Regions from separate parts of the Anas platyrhynchos genome. Here region 1 is linked to region 2. Evidence: chromatin contacts called from public Hi-C data. All regions are on one chromosome and are shown on one strand. Each heading gives the region's core, a stretch centred on a gene start, on an enhancer-like site or on the middle of the called end of the contact. The rest is flanking DNA. Distances are from core to core; before and after follow the strand shown.

Evidence for each region. Hi-C and Micro-C count contacts between places; a contact is called where the count stands out from the background.
Region 1: a contact with region 2 is called in a Hi-C map of subcutaneous adipose tissue, with 2.2 times the contacts expected there. The contact joins the promoter of SMAD7 here to the enhancer-like site in region 2. A contact is called at or near these places in 2 of 8 Hi-C or Micro-C datasets (liver and subcutaneous adipose tissue).

Annotation. Positions count from the first base shown.
Region 1 is chrZ:2,348,082-2,352,648 of IASCAAS_PekinDuck_T2T, reverse strand. It overlaps SMAD7 (SMAD family member 7), which reads right to left and starts at 1,711. Exons shown (of 4, transcript XM_038169927.2): 1 at 1,358-1,711; 2 at 1-1,173. The coding sequence starts at 398.
Region 2 is chrZ:2,273,436-2,277,431 of IASCAAS_PekinDuck_T2T, reverse strand. DYM (dymeclin) reads right to left here. Exons shown (of 19, transcript XM_072030751.1): 17 at 212-394. Among named protein-coding and RNA genes, the nearest start is that of SMAD7, 76 kb to the left of the region's middle. Within about 2 kb of position 1,316, at least 1 of the 8 cell types and tissues checked has an H3K27ac peak or open chromatin away from gene starts, as enhancers often do.

The DNA.
Region 1 (4,567 bases), core at 462-2,961, 75 kb before region 2:
TTGACTTCGGAGCAGTGCCGGAGGTCGGGCCAGCGGAACACCTTGCAGAGCAGCACGGGCAGCGGGTACCAGTGCTGGCCCAGCCGCGAGTCGCCCTTGGCGGGCAGCAGCAGGCAGGGGGTGCGCGCCCCTCCGCGGGACTCCACGGCGTGCAGCAGCCCCTCCAGCTGCCGCTCCTTCAGCCGCTTCAGCACGGCGTGGGTCAGAGCCTTCAATTCCGCCTCCGCAGCCCCCCGGCCGCCCCTGCCCGCCTTGCCGGGGCAGCACCCTCGCCCCCCGCCGCCGGCATGCGCCCGACCCTCGGCCGCCCCGCCGGGCTCGCCCGCCTCCTCCTCGCCGCCGGGGGCACGGCTCCGCCAGAGCCGCCGGACGAGCAGCGAGCGTTTGGTCCTGAACATGCGGGACGAGAGGAGGGGCCCCCGGCTACAAAACGGGCATGTCGGCCGCCGCGCATGAAGGGGCCGGCAGCCGGGTCGCGGCGGGGGGAAAGCGGCGGCGGCGGCGGCGGCGGCGGGGCCGAGGAGGGCTGTGGCATGCGCCAGGCTCCGCGCTGGCTTCCTCCGCCGCCCGCCGCGAAGGGTGCGAGGAAAAGGGGGCAGAAAGCGGAGGAAGAGCGAGGGAGCCGGGGGAGGGGGGAGCCGCCTCTCTGCCTCGCTTCGCCCCCCGGAGAAAAAAAGCGAAGAGGGCGAAAATGCCGCCTTAGAGCGCGGCGCCGCGGCGCATCGCGCGGGGGGAGGCGGGCTGGGCTGGCCGGCGCCGAGCAGCCCTGCGCGGCTGCGGAGCGAGCCTGGAGCCGCGGGGGATCCTCGGCCTCCCCGGGGCCGCGGCTCCCATCAAGCCGCCAGCTTGGGAAAGGTTGGGGGGCGGCGGGGATGCAGAACGAAGGAATTAGGAAGAAAACAGCGAGCCCAGACGGTGGAGATCAAAAAAAATAAAAATAAAAAAAAAAGGAAAAAAAATAAAAAATAAAAATAAAAAAACAACCACCGACCCTAAGATTCGGCCGTCGGAATCGATTTAAGCATCTGTCACAAAAGAGAAGAATAAGCGCATCCAGAGTGTTGTATCCCTTTTGAAAGCCCAGGTCGTCCTGATGCGGGGTTTTGGGGTCTTCCTCCTCCTTCTTCCCGAAGGTTTTAATCCACACGCACACGCAGAGTCTTGATCCGGCTGCTACGAAAAGAAAGAAAGAAGAAAAAAAAAAAAAAAAAGTGGGGCTGTGTCCCTCCTTCCCCAGCAGCGTGCTGCCGGCGGCGAGAGCCGGGCGGCGCTGCCCGCCCCCCGCTCCCCTCCGCTCCCCTCCGCGGGCACCGGGGGGGCCGCCGCCACCCGCCGCCTCCCCCGGCGCCGTGCTTACATGGGGACCCTCTCCGTGCTGCCGCCGCGTCTGGCTCTCTTTTTTTATTATTATTATTATTATTATCCTTTTTTATTTTTTTTTTTCCTCCTCTCTCCTCCTTCCTTCCTTCCCCTCCTCCTTCTCCTCCTCCTCCTCCTCCTGCTTTTTTTTTTTTTTTTTTTTCCTCCTCCTCCTTTTTTTCCTCTTCCCTCCGCTGGCTGCAAAGAGGCGCCCTCCCCGCACCAGCGCCTCCGTCTTCCTTTGCTGCGGGGGAGCCCCGGCGGCGCGGAGCCGGGCGCGGCGGAGCGGAGCGGAGCGGAGGAGCCGGGAGCGGCGGTGCCTGCGCCCTCGGCCGCGCCCGCCCCCCCGGTTCCCCCCCCCTCCGGCGCCTTCGCAGTGCGCAGCGGCACGGCCCCGGCCCGGCACGGCCCGGCCCCGGCCCCATCACGTGGGCGTCTAGACACCGTGTCGCTCCGGGAGAGGAAAAAAAAAAAAAATTATATATTTATATATATATATATATATATATTTATCTCCGACCGCCTTGCGCAAGCGGCGGCTCGGGTTGCCGAAAGGTTGTGGCTGTGTCGCGCCCCCCCCCTGCCGCCGCTGTGACTCTAGGATGATGCTGCCCCCCTCCCCTCCTCGCATCGGGAATTTGGGGGTCCCTGTGGGGTCGCGCTGCAGCAGCCCCCCACCCTCCGACGCCTCTCGGCACACAGCCTGGGGGAGCCCCCGCAGGATGGGTGTGCCCCAGACGCTGTAAACGTTGGAGCGTGAAAAGCAAGCCATAAAAAAAAAAAAAATATATATATATATATATATATATTTATATATTTACATCTCTGATCCTGGGCATCGGAAGGGGGCACAGCACGAAAAGCAATAATGCTCGTAATGCTTTGCACTTTTACAGCACCTGCCACCAGAGGAAGGGAAAGTATTTCGTAGTGGGTATGTTCCAATTCCCACAAAATGAGGGGCAGGAATTCGTAGCACGGAGCACGCTGATGATTCCTGCCACGGGGATGGCTTGCAGGAGGCGTTTCTGGCAGCCAGGGGTGCTCCACAGAGCCCCCATCCTGATTCTGCCTGCAGGAACCTGCCCAGGATGGGGAAACTGAGACACCAAGAGGCTGCGAGGCTCGCACCACCCTGCCCTGGTGGCGGGGAGCCGGGGAGCCCAGCTGGGCCTCGCAGTGCCCCGCACCACGAGCCCCCAGCCCCAGCGAAAAGGGAGCAAGGAGCTCCCTTTTCGGGTAATAAACCCTGGTGGATGAGTTGCTTCAGGTCACGCAGTAAGTCAGTCGCTGCGCTGGAAGTAGGAGCCGAGACTCTTAAATCACGGCTGCTGCAAGCAAATCCAATTCTAAAACAATTGTGCCCAACCAAACAAGACAACAGACATCAAGCACCGGGGACGCAGAAGGAGCTCCGTGTGCCGTGCAGGCAGGGTATTCCCAGGGCTGCCGCTGCTGGAGGCCTGCCTTTGGTGCAGGCAGGAGCACGGGGATAATTGTAGAGCCGGGTCCTGCCCCCAAAGGCCAGTGAGACTCCAAGGGGGCCTGCAGTCGCTCGTGGCATTTGCAGAATCTGGATCTAAACCAGTTAGAAAGGGTCTGGATTTTGGGGGGCAGCCTTACTAAATAGTAACAAAATTATAGCTACCCAGGCCTAAAATCTGCTCGCTTTTATGATAAATAATAAGAAAATATTGTGGAGGGGAAGGACCTCATTTGCTGGCCTCTAAAACACAAGTTGGGGTGAGGAAGCGGATGGACTCCTAACCTCATCTCCCAGTACTTAATGGGCAAAGTAAATCCTTTTAAAATGGTCACTTCAAAGTCCCGAGAAATGGACATCAGTCGGCAGTCTGACATCTCGTTCATCAGCCTCCGAGGTGACCTCTGCTGATTTCCTCGCTTCCCAAGAGCACTGCAGCCCCCTTTTCACTGCAATGCCTGTGCTAAAGGGCTGTGATAGGGGAAAACTGGTCCCTTTCCATTCCTGTATCTGCCGGTGGAACACACGCTGGACGTGCCCATTAATAGGTGCATTACACTTTTTAATTTTTTAAAACTTTCCAGGCTGTTATGAATGAGATGGGTTTCTTCAGGGTGTTTTTCCCTCCGCAGTTCCGCTTGCCTTGCTGATGACTTGATGGCTGTGATTACTTTATGGTCATGAGCAGAGTGACAAAGAGCACACCATGACGCATGCAGCGCAGGGACAGGGGACAGAAACGGGGTCCAGGAGTCATTTTGGGGCCCGGCCAGAGGTTCCCTGTGTGACCTGGGGCACATCCCTCTCCCGTCAGCGGGGACCTGGGCTTCCACCCCTCGGGTCCGTGCAGTGGGCCAGCAGCACTTGTCTGTGTGAAGTACCTTGAGCTCCACAGGTGAAAATTACTATGCAAATGATAAATATTAAATAAATATATAAAATAAACGATAAGAAGTGGTTTGTAACTGACCCTGCAGACCCCTTTAAACAGGCCGGGTGTATGTGTCCGGATGGAAAATACAGAAATAGGCATAATGAAGCTGATAAAAATGAGCACGTTAGCTGGGCTGGGAGTCCCCGTGAAAAGTGGGTGAGCCCACACCTGTGTGTCCGTCAGTGCTCACTGGCAGGTGAGGGAATAAAACCCGCATCCCCCGTCCGAAACACCTCCGTGCGTGATCCCACCCGGCCCACGCTCCCCGTTTGGAGACCCCATTCCTCCGGAGGCTGCTGGGGACCCTTCCCGAGCCCGGCTGCCTTTGAAGAGCCAGGGGTGCACGATAAACCCGAGTCAATTTGCATTGCAATTCAGCCTTTGACAGACAGTTGGAGCCAAGGCACTGTTAACCTAATTGTTTTGCTAACAGCACCAGGGTGTGAGACGCACCAAAGGCACTCACACAAAGGGATAAAAAACCAGACTCGGGGAAAAAAAAAAACTCTTCCTGACATCATTACCGGGCACAAACAAACAGTGCTGATCCCTCTTCATACACTTTCTAGGCTAGGGTCAATAACACGCACACTTGCTCTTTTGGGGGTATGTCTCTCTGATACCAGGAGTGCAAAGCGCAGGGGAGAAGCCAGGCTGGAGGCAGGGCAGAGGCAGAGCAGGGAGCCTCCTGGCACCTTCCCATCCTTTTGTGCACATTAGGAATAACTAAGCTGCTGTCCCTGCTTCTATTTTTATGCCCTCTTTTCAGAGCAGAGCTCTCAAGCAACGCT
Region 2 (3,996 bases), core at 67-2,566:
CAGAGGCATCTCCAAATCCCTCTGGCTCTGCTGAATAAAAGATGTTGCCCAAAATAAGTCACATTGGAGGCCCAGAGAATAGGAGAGGGAAACTCAACATTTAAACACATTCTAAAAGAAACTGAGAGAGATGAATATTTTCCACCTCTCAAAAAGGATAAAGAGATCAAATAACAAAGTGTAAGCATCCTTTAAATAATAGATCACTTACCAGATCTATATTTTGCATTATGTCCTGGAAGGAAGGGTGAGTTCGAAATTGCTCAAACAGATCCCTCTTGTAAAGCAGTGCGTACACCAAGTTTGGGTTGTGATGAAGGGAATTGGTCAGGCAGGAGTTGATAATCTCTAACATCATTCGGATCACTTCCTCGATCACATTCAGGTCTTGTGCCTTTAAGAAAGGAATAAAAGGTTAGTGTGCCCTTTTCCATTGTAAAAAATATTAGGTAATAAAGACAGTGCATAGGCAATTATTACTAATGGAGCTATTAGCTGGTTAATGTCTCAATGGTGAACTAATCTGGCATGCCTGAATATCTGGAAAGAGATCTGTTTTCTACGGTAATAACCAAAATCTTAACTGAATGCATTGACTCTAGTATTCAGCCTTACAGCTTGATTTTCTCAATAGGAACCATCATCTCATCGCAAAGAGCAAATATTGCAACCAAATTTATTAAGGGTTAAAAGAACATCAGTCTTTTCAATCCTTCCTCTGCTAGGTAAAAGCAGTTCAACATCAATTTAGTTTCACACATTTTACTTTTGGTCCCTTGTCAGGGGGAGGTAGGGGATAGGGAATAGGGAGAAGAAGAGAGGTGGAAACAGTAAGAAAAATCAGAAAAATAGAAAGTGGCTGTCAAAAAGGGAAGCAGCAATGACAAGGGAGGAAAATTGACTGCATCAAAACACATAGTACCTTGAATGTTTGCCTCTGTTCTGTTCTCCAGACTTTGTCCCTGGCTTTTTTTTTGTTGTTGTTCTTTTAATTCAGCATCGAAGAACACTCATAATAAATAAAAAAGAAATCTCCTTTTGTAGTGCACTAAGCCATAACACTCAAGATAAACTTGTAGAGTTTTTCATCTTGTCGATGGCTCTGACACGTCATTCCGGATGACTACTGAACTCAAACTCTCCAAGCTGAACAGCCTGCCACCAAGTACGAGCTGGCATGTGTGTTGGCACTGTCTAACCACGGGCAGCCTGCTGGGTTTCTCTCCTCGGGCTGCACATCAGGATATGCCTGATGAGGTTGTTCAGGCTGGAAAGCTGCCCTCCCCTGGGACAGGGGAAAAAGGCAAATCTACTTTGTTCCTATCACTAGGTCTCCCCACCACATCAAAGGTCAGACTTTACAGGTCTGGCAAGAATGTGAATCATGCCAAACTGGCTTGAGTTTTTCTGCTGGGTACAAACACTGAAACCACTGGCACTTGCTTTTGCTGATTACCTGCAAAGTAGTCATTTTCTGAGTTATCATAAGGCACTTAAATACTTCATAATGAGGCTGTACTTGCAACAGCATTTTGTTGGACTGTCATTCAATCTGTACCCAGCTGAGTTATTTTCTATTATAGGGTAGCGTTGCAGGAATCATCACTTGTCAGATAAATGCCACTGCTCTTACCAAGGCAGAAGAGACTACAGGAACTTGTCACTATCCTGGTTAGACTCATATAAAGAGTAAAAATCTTTGCTACCACTTTGCTCTGGCTACTTTCAATTCAAAGCAAAGATACGTAATGACAGTTTCTTCCTGCAACATAGATAGGGCAGAAGGCTGCATCATTCCCTTAACCCGCTCCTCCAGCTCTTCCACTGCACTGAGAACTGCAGAGAAGGGGAAGCCTGTTCTCATATTGCTGCAGAAACAAAGCACCACTGCAATCCAGTTACCCCACAGCTTGCCTTCTGCATATACAAAGGAAATTTGTGATTACTTTTTTTTTTTCTCTCTTGAAGAAACAATATTTGGTGTGATATTTTGAAAATTTTGAAAATTCCAAATGAATTTTATTCTTTAACAATGATGTCTGCCTGACTGTGGAGGTCACAGGTTCTGTTCTGAACATGAGGATCTCCTCTCTTTTAATGACTTTACCTCAACCACCGTAGCTAACAATATTAGCAAAAACCCTTACAAACCTGATCACTGCAACTACTTAATCTGTCAATGGGATCATATTCTTCTTTGACAGAAACAATCCTTACATTCAAAATGCAGGTGGTTCCTCTCTGGTTTTCTAGTTAGAATGCTTAGAAATAGTATCCCATTTAGATGCTCTGAAATGCATATAATTAAGAATACTGGACAAAAACTGAAATAATTGCTTCAGCTGGAATCTGAAAAAAAAAATCTAGACCTGGTTAACTCATCAGTTGAGTGATACTTGCCAATCAACTTGGACTTATTTCAGAATATGCTATATTATGGTGGCATTTTAAAAAGCTCTGAGCATTAGATTAATTGTAGCAGGATCTAGTGGCTGAAACGCTACCCTAAGCCAGAGAGGACATAACTTGTGCAGACTTCCTCTGTGATCATGCATAAATCCCACATCCCTTTGTGCCTGCATTCCTTGCCTACAAATGGGAGTAGAGGTACTTCCCAAAATCACCATGTTGGCATCAGCATGCGTACGTTAAAAGAGCAAGGTGTTCTGCCACTATGGTACAGGCACTCCACAAGCATTTGAAACCAGACAATAAACTTAAAAGAATGCTTCCATTTCTTTAAGACTTTATTTTGGTACTTGTCAGGCAACTCAAAAAGTTGTAAGAAACTGTTGAACAGCTGTCCATCTGGTCTAAGCATACCTTACATGAGGAATTGGAGTTGCTAAGAGCACCTCTTCTATCTAAAGCCTCCCAGAAACATTAGGACTCAGAATCAAGTGAAATCTCTTCAGCTACCAGGAAAAGAACAATCCACTCAACTTCTTTTCAAAAACTAAATGCTTTTACATAAAGTGTGTTCACCTTCAAGCAGGAGAATACAGGTACTTTAAGCAGAAATTGCTGTTAATGGTATTACCATCTACAAACATGTTATATCACGAAAAGGCAGACTGCTATTGGTGAGCTTCAAACAATTAGAAGTTACCATAGGTTATTGCTTATTAGTAGTAGTTAAAGTTTTTAAAAGCTGATGGTCAGAACCAGAAGTCTGGTTTTGAGCTACTGTGTTCTAGGTGAAAAGTCTGGGACCCAAATGCAGCTACAGTGAAAATTTCTGCCTGTAACTCATTACACCAAAAGCAATCATGTATAAGAAGAATGAACTCCATAACAAACAGAGATGTGGGACTGAATCCTAGTATCACTTATATGTTATTTGGAGCGTTATACGCTCCTATAATTAGCGATTAAAGCGTTTGTAAAGGCTTAGAAGTTTTCAAAACAGGAAAAAACAAGCAGAAAGCCAAGGACAGTGTTTGGATTAGACAATGGAGAAATGCTGTAAGAGCTGATAAAATGTTGCGTGCTTTTGTTGCTCTGTATCAACAGCACCAAGCCACAGCACCTCTGCATCTAGATGTGGCGTCAAGAAAGATATAAATAAGGTTATAAAAACATTTTGCAGTTGAAGAGAAAAAGTTTATCATGTTGCAGATTAACTTCCAGACCAGCTGAACCCAGCTGAAGTGCAGAACATGTATCTGCATTGCAAGACATCATCCACAGCAACCTCGTGCGAGTACTGCCTTGGACTGGACTGGCTGCTATATGAAACGACAGACATTGATTTGGGGGGACAGGTAGACTAGATTCGATCTATTAAATAGCATATTTATTATATTATATATATTAAATAGCATATTTATATATATTAATTATATTATATATATTAATATATATATTAATATTTATTAATTATATATATTAAATAGCATATTTAAGTGAGAGAGTAGTTAAAAGTAATGGCATTTTCCTATTGCTTGCAATTGACAAATTCAAAATGCCATTCACATTTAAAATAATTACAGCATT